Regions from separate parts of the Capsicum annuum genome. Here region 1 is linked to region 2. Evidence: chromatin contacts called from public Hi-C data. All regions are on one chromosome and are shown on one strand. Each heading gives the region's core, a stretch centred on a gene start, on an enhancer-like site or on the middle of the called end of the contact. The rest is flanking DNA. Distances are from core to core; before and after follow the strand shown.

What was found. A called contact is a pair of places that touch in the nucleus more often than the background predicts.
Region 1: a contact with region 2 is called in a Hi-C map of leaf, with 1.8 times the contacts expected there. The contact joins two enhancer-like sites. A contact is called at or near these places in 2 of 5 Hi-C or Micro-C datasets (leaf and placenta).

What each region holds. Positions count from the first base shown.
Region 1 is chr12:154,400,645-154,404,579 of UCD10Xv1.1, forward strand. It overlaps the pseudogene LOC107851624. Among protein-coding and RNA genes, the nearest start is that of LOC107851052, 8.7 kb to the left of the region's middle. Within about 2 kb of position 1,582, at least 4 of the 5 cell types and tissues checked have an H3K27ac peak or open chromatin away from gene starts, as enhancers often do. A contact at or near this core is called in leaf, where this site is marked.
Region 2 is chr12:154,365,952-154,369,920 of UCD10Xv1.1, forward strand. It overlaps LOC107850579, which reads left to right. Exons shown (of 7, transcript XM_047400426.1): 5 at 39-295; 6 at 413-669; 7 at 798-2,248. The coding sequence ends at 2,000. Among protein-coding and RNA genes, the nearest start is that of LOC107851052, 26 kb to the right of the region's middle. Within about 2 kb of position 2,295, at least 2 of the 5 cell types and tissues checked have an H3K27ac peak or open chromatin away from gene starts, as enhancers often do. A contact at or near this core is called in leaf, where this site is marked.

The DNA of each region.
Region 1 (3,935 bases), core at 332-2,831, 34 kb after region 2:
CCTCCTCCTCCCCCTCCCCCTCCCCCTCCTCTTCCTCCTTCTTCTTCTCCTCCTCCTCCTCTTCCCCCTCCTTCTTCTTCTTCCTCTCCTTCTCCTTCTTCTCCTTCTTCGCCTTCTTCTCCTTCTTCTCCTTTTCCTTCTCCTTCTTCTTCTCCTTATCCTTATCCTTCTCCTTCTCTTTCTTCTTCTTCTCCTCCTCCTCCTCCTCCTTCTTCTCCTCCCCCCCCCCTTCTCCTCCCTCTCATCTTCTTCATTAATCTTCATTAATGATGTTACTCAATTTTCTTTTCTATTTATTCTCCTTCCGAGTGTGTAGTGTCGATTTGAATTTGTGAAATGTAATTAAGTTGAAAGAGAAAAAACAAAGACACCATTAATGAAGATTGATGGAGAAGAAGGAAGAAATTACTCAGTACGAATGAGTAATGAGATTTCAACACCATTGTCTTCTTCAACTCCTCCATTAAAGCTCCATTAATGGAGTTTTATGATTCAAGTAAATGGTGTTGAAGACGGAAAAAAAATTGAATCATAAAAAGGAAATTTGATTTCACAACTTTTAAACAAATTAAGAAGATATTAAAGTCCATACATGATTTTTTTATCCCACTAGTTTGATTCATTAAGGAGACTTTTTTTTTTCTTTTTTTGAAATTTCCTAGCTTCAATGGAGATTGGGGAAAAGAAGAGAAAAAGAGAGTGATGGCTGTTAATGGAGAATTGGGGAAGAAGAAATGAAGATTGATTAATGGAGAATTGAGGAAGAAGAAATGAAGATTGATTAATGGAAAGCTCGAGAAGAAGAATTTAAAATTGATAAATAAAATTAAAAGAAAATTTTTATTAAAAAATATAAAAATATATGAAATTAAACATATTTACACGTGGCAACACCTTATTGGCGCGTGCAATCACTCTCTTTTGTGTGACTGAAATTCAGCGAAAAATGGTGTATTTGCAAAGAAATAAAAAAGAATCGTGAAGTAATAGATCGAATTCAAGCTTTAAGTATTTTTTTGAAAATCTCGACCAACATTAGGGTTATTTATGTATTTACTCTTCTTTATACACAAAACACTTGTATATATACACAAAGGAAATGAATAAGGTGTGGAAAAATTTCTGCAAATCATTCATATTTCTTTCTTTCATACGGAGAGGCCAATGCGTAGCTGACATACTCGAGAAGATTGCCTCTACCTCTGGGCTCTGACTTTTTGGAACCACCACTTGTTGTGAGAATTCCTCTAGCAGCTGATCAACGAGGTAATGCGAAGCAACGACATATCCCACCTCAATGTTCCCCTACTAATATCAATTGTATAGTATTAACTTCTACTACTATTAGTACTTCTGCGGACGTTCTACTGAAGCAGAAGTGGCAGCGAAATATCTTTTTCTCCTCCTCCATATGCTATGCTATTTTGTCAGCGGATGCAATAACGTTTCTTAGGAGGTATGCTCGAGGGTATAATTAGTTTTTCACTGCAAATTTAGTATTCTCCTCCTAGAAAAGAAGGCATTTGGTATGATGTTTAATCTCAATTTAAGTGAGTGTATTTCTGGTTGGTTAAGGAGATGATATTTTCAGAAACTTAAACCCTTCTTTGATAGGGGCAAAGTGACCTGATTTTAGCTGTTTGAACGAACGTAACCCTTTTGTTTTTAGGTTGAATAGATGTCGGCTAAAGTTTTACTGGAAAATAGCTTTAATATTTCCCGTAAATGATTTAAAAATATTTGGGATGAAAGATAAGTCTAATTTTAGGTGCAGAAAGATTGATTTCAATGTTGTTCCCCCTTTTTGTTCTGTAAAAGAAATAAATTAGATAGCTGCTTGCCAGACAGGATTGATTGTCCATAGTTATAATTTGAAAGAGCTCAGTGTACTCTTATACTGGAAAACTGAGATGTACAGAGGTGCCATGGTGACTTAAGTCCATGTACCTTAATGAATATCAAGATTTAAATTTTTGAGGTATTATTTCATGAAGTAATTGCACATGTCTTGAGTGATTTAAACCAATTTCACGTTCACCGTCTGATTCCGCATCATCTTCGCTGCTCTGACTTGAAAATGCACCAAAACTTACATGCTTGGACTTTACGCTGTTTTGTTACCGATGATTGATTGTGTCTTTGTTTTCAGAGTCGTCATTTGAGCTGATACTTTCAGAGCGTGTTACGTTGCTTTTGCGTCTGAGTTTGACCTTGAGCTGATAGTTTGAGAGGATGACTTTGACTTGCTATCACGTTGTGATTTTGAGCCCCATTTTTCAGATTTAGTTGTCATTCCTCTAGGTTCAAACCTGCTGTCTTCTATCTCATTCTCTGATGATCCTGATGTACTTCCATACCCGTAATCAGAACTTTCTCTATCATCCTCATCACTGTCAAAATGATCTTCATTAAAGCCAAATCTTTGATCGTGATGAACATTTTGTTGATCATTCCCACTGCTATGATCCTCATTCCTTTTTGGTAAGACCTCATTATCTGAACTCTTTGGCTCATGTTCATCTGAATCGTCTGTATCTGCGCTGCCTTTCTCAGGAGAATCAGGAATTGGTTCATCCACGTCGAGGGTGGTAAGAGCAGCTACGACATCACCGATTAAGGGACGGACTGATGGCTCTTCTTGAAGACACATGGCCGCAACCCCAACTGCTTGATTCAAACTTCTCTCAGGAAATTTGTTCTTGAGAAGTGGATCCGCCATTTCTCTGAACCTTTTCGTATTCTTGAAAATGGGTTGTGCCTGTTCAATCACATGTACACATATTATCATAATCAGTCACAATGACACAGAATAAACTAGTGAGAAGAAATATTGAATGAGGGTGCTTTCTCACCCAAGCAACTAAGTTTCGCTCCTCTAGGGGCCTTGCAGTATCCACTGCACGACGCCCTGTAATAAGTTCAAGAACAAGTACTCCAAAACTGTATATGTCCGACTTGAAAGAGAGTTCACCAGATCTTTCATACTCTGGAGCACAGTAACTGTATGTTCCCATTACCCTGGGTGATATATGTGAGGTATTCCCTCCACCTGCAAGTTTGGCAACGCCATAATCGGAGAGTCTGGGATTAAAATCTTGCTCTAATAGAATATTGGTGGTTCTTAGATCACGATAAATTATTGGTGGGTTGGCCTTTTCATGTAGATATTCGAGTCCTTGAGCTGCACCTGAGGCTATCTTTATTCTGTTTTGCCAACCTAATGGCTTTTGTTCCTCCTTAATGTCTGGATATGCAATCAGTAAAGAAGCAGCATTAACATTTGAGAAAGAAGGAAACTGGTATTCAACAAACAACTATATATTATGTGCATTACCAATTAGATGATCAGCAAGACAGCCCATTGGCATGTAATCGTAGACTAAAATTCTCTGATCTCCATCAGCACAGGAACCAATAAGATTGACCAGATTTTGGTGGTTAAGGAGACTTAGCATTAAGACTTCAACTTGAAACTCCTGGTTTCCTTGTGTTCCTGTCCTGTCTAGTTGCTTTGCTGCCACAACCTATTTATTTAGACATACATGATATATCACATAGTGACAAAAGAAATAGATAGATTGCTGGTTTCATTAGAGTAAGTTAGTTACCTCTCCTCCTTGAAGTGTTCCCTTGAACACACTTCCAAATCCACCTTCCCCTATTAGGCATTCCTATTGGAAGTTCTTTGTTGCGCTTGCTAGCTCACGGAATGTGAAAGTTTTAGCGTTCCCATTTACAACAGGAGGATTAGCTTGATCAGCGCCCTCGTTATTAGGATTTTCCCATGGTGGTTTGTAGTTGTTATCTATGAAGTTGATGCATAGAAAAAGAAGTAAACATAGTTGGTCTCTGTGTTAGGAAAAGTGCACAACCATTTAAATTCAAATTTGTAAGTTTTATAGGGGACAAAGTGAAGATACCAAAATGTGGTGGGG
Region 2 (3,969 bases), core at 1,045-3,544:
TAGTTTGGAGATTCAATTTTATTTCCTGGCTTGTACAGATTGTTAGATGTTAATGAACAGCCTATCTCAGTGAAGGAAGCTCCACCAATTGGCAAAGTAGCTGTTACAAATTCTGGTGTAGGTTTCTCTGGTTTTGACGACTCTGTTGCTTCAGATGCTTTAAAGGACTCTCCATTTCATAGCCCTCATGACCGTTCTTTTGATGCTGTATCCAACACTGAAGTGCCAATATCGTCTCCCTTAGAGTTTGCAAGCAACAGAGGTCCCCTAGCTTTAGATCTATCTATACCTTGTGGTATGCATTTTTATTTGGTTTTATCCTCGTGGATTTAAGATATATGTTTTTGTAGGACCTCGTATTCATGAATTCTATGTGTCTCAGTATGCTTCTGTTTTATATTACCATGTTCAGACAGTGATGACAAAATGGACTGCAATAGGTCAGAACAAGCATTTGATGAACACCTGATTTCAACTGTGCTGGAAGTTCAGAAGAACCCTACTTGCTCCTTGAATGGAAATGATTCTATGGTTTTACATGAGGTGCCTTCTGACGAAAGTTTGGAATTTCTTGACAAGAAGCTCGAGAAGATAACTCCAATTCACGCAGAGGTGCCTGAAGCGGGTTGCTTATCTGGAAAAGCATCTTTGAAAAATGAGTTGCTGCAGGTTAGTTCATATTAAAGAAACTGTTGCTTATCTCAATCTCTACCACTTTTCCGTGTAGGCTGTGTTATTTTCAATTAAGTGAATCTTTTAATGTTTGATTGAGATGCATTAAATTTATTTTCTTTCAGCCTTTGTCAGAAGATAGAACCTGCAACTTTTTCCCATTAGCAAGCACACAGGAAAATGAGAGTGCTAATTCTAAAGAACGAATAGCTTCCTCATTAGAAGATAATAAGCATTTTGCGCTTGATGTAGCGGAATCCTCAGATTTTCTTGGTTTGTCACTGCCAACTGAATCTCTGGTCGGTTGTCAAGCTTTAGCTTCGAGATCCTCACAGTTGGCTGATGTATGGAATCAACCAAGGGAATTTATTCAAGGAGCAGTTCCTCAGCTTTCTGTTGATGCATCAATGCTTCACCGACATCAAATGATCCTGGACAACATTCTTAATAGAGCAAGATCTCAAAACGGAAACAAGAGGAGATTTGCAGAAAAATTAGGGTCTCTGACCAAGTGGTCAGAAGAGGAGCTAGATTCTCTTTGGATTGGTGTGAGGAGGCATGGAAGAGGCAACTGGGATGTGATGTTGAGGGATCCAAGGTTGCGCTTTTCCTGGAGGACATCAACGGACTTGGCAGAACGGTGGATGGAGGAACAGACAAGACTTTTACATGGAAAATACATTTCCCCTGTGAGACAGTTACGTACAGCTGATCTTTTCTCGCATGATATGGATGGTGTTCAACTTTCACTTGGGCATGCACATTCCCAGTCAGAGGACAGCATCTGGAGCCAAAAACCGTTCCATTTTCGAAATGCTCAAAATACTTCGTCCAAACGGCTTCACCTGGCTACAACAAATGTAGGGAGCTTAGAGTCTCTTTGTCTCAGGGCAAAACGCAAAAGAGCTAGGTTTGATCAATCCGAGAACCCAGCAGGTTCGGGTATTGAATGTTCATTCAGTTCTCGAATTATGAACAGAGTGTCTGAAGTGGGTAATTTGCCTCACTGGCTTAAAGAAGTGGTTGCTATCCCACCCAGGCCTCCAGGATTTGCGCCAGATTCTTCATGGGTTTTCCAACCGTGGATTGGTCTACCATTTTCTGAACCAAACAGAGCTCATTGCGAATCAAGGAACAGATTGAGCGACTTGTACATTTCACCAAGAACTGAGAATGATGGTAGTGCGGATTGTGCTCATCTCCCTGCAGTGGCTACGAGAGAGGGGAAGCAACACAATAAGTCAGAAGCGGATAGAAGAGTTGAGTTGATTGTCATCAATAGTGACGCCTCATCTGAGGAGACAGTATCTGATGATTGTAATGTATAAGACTAGCTTAAGTTGGAATTTCATAGTTCAGCAATAGTTAAGCTTGTATAAAAGTTTGTAACCTAATTATCTCAGGTACTTCGTGAGGGTGGGATTAGCTGAATCAAGTAGTTTTTTTTTCCCCCAATTATCGCAATCCTTTGATTTGCAAATTCCTATCTTAGCAGCTATTTGCGCTGTATGTTGTGAACTCACTCTTGTTAGTAACATTTGAACTCTATGACAACGTTTGTATTTGCTTGGCTTTTTTTCTTATTGCAGTAGCTATTTGCAATAGCTGTTTGTTGTGAACCAGGCAAATCCAAACGTCGTCATAAACTCGAGTCTGCGAAAGCTTTCTACCCTGGCGCATCATGTCATACAGAGGTCATTTCTTGTGTTTCATTCTCATGGCAACAACATAGGGTCTGGGTTTCATTTTCATAGTCTAAATATATGATTCAAAAGATGATCTCTGATATGAGCTTGTGAGGTAAACGTGAATCGTTTTGTTTTGGATAGTAGTCAAATGCTAAGAGTACTAAGTAGGTCGCCTTTGCATCTCAGGTGGTTACCCATAGTATATGGTATGGTATGAAATAGTTATTACGAGTATCATTTTTGTTTTGATTGTTTCTAAAAATATATGGTATGGTGTGATTTGATTCAATGGTTAGGTAACAATGAAAATTCTCAGTTTATATAATCACCAAGTTGGTGTTATCGCATGTGTTGTAACTTTATGTATTTTTTTTTTCTCATTTACCTTTACTTATTATTTAATAATCCTATTTTATTTTTTATATTCATAAAAATAATACAGTATGATGCAACACAATGCAATACCAATAATTATGAAACAATATATAACAACCATCCGAACGAAGTGTTAAGTGCTTTCTTGAACATGTTTGAGCTAGGATCCAGGTCAGATGGAATGTAACAAACAGGAAGGAGATGACAAATTAGAGCAAAGGTAACATAATATGTTTACTGTAACTGAGAGCTGGCTGTTTTTACTCAAACTGGCTATTTCTACGCTTATTTAATCTTTGCTTCTTCCATATTCTTCTTATGTGGGTAAAAAGATGATGACTAATTTGATCTGTTATTTTACCTCATCAATTGTTTCGAAGTTGAAAACTTTTTATGCAGAGCAACAATTCTCAAAAGAACAAAAACTACGGTTTCTTTTGTTGTTTCTTTTAAAAATTTAAGGAGGAGACGATTCATTAGCGGAAATGCTGGAAATAATTCTTAGTTGCTTTTCAGATACAAAATCTCTATTAACAATAAAAACTTCAAACACACGTTCAAACAATTTGTGAACTATCAATATGAAGTTTCAATAACTTCACACACAAGTTCAAACAACTTATGAACTATCAAAATAAAGTTCAAACTATTTTCCGGAGAATAGCAAAATCAACATTTAAAGAGATGAAAACCAAAAGATCAAGTCCATCGAATTCATGATGTGTCCTTAAAGAATTTATTCCCCTCAAGCACCCGAGGTTAATGGAATATATCCACCCATGATAAAATGATTCACTTCAGCAAATAGTGGTGCCTTAAATTTGCTGAATTTCTAACACACTCAACGATTCGTAAATCACACTTGCGTTTTTAGTAAGAACAAGACGTTTTTCACTTTAAAATTTTGTACCTTTACCTGAGAAAAAATTCAGGTATTTATAGTCAAGAGGTGTTGCTTCAGAAAAGAAGCAATGGTTCTTGAAAAAATGCACTGTTTCAGGCTGTCGTCGGCCTGCGGACCCCACATGCGGCTGCATGCCGCAACTTGTCCAAAACCAGAAAGTTTTGTCCGATATGCATTCGACCTGTGCTGGCACCTGCATCCACATGTGGTCAGATGCGCACAAAAATCCCAGTGTCGTTTCCAAACAGTGCCTCGAAGGGTCGTGTCCCTTCAATGTGCATTGTGACGTGTGTCCGCACTTCCTTACGTGCGTCCGTAAATGGAGAATTT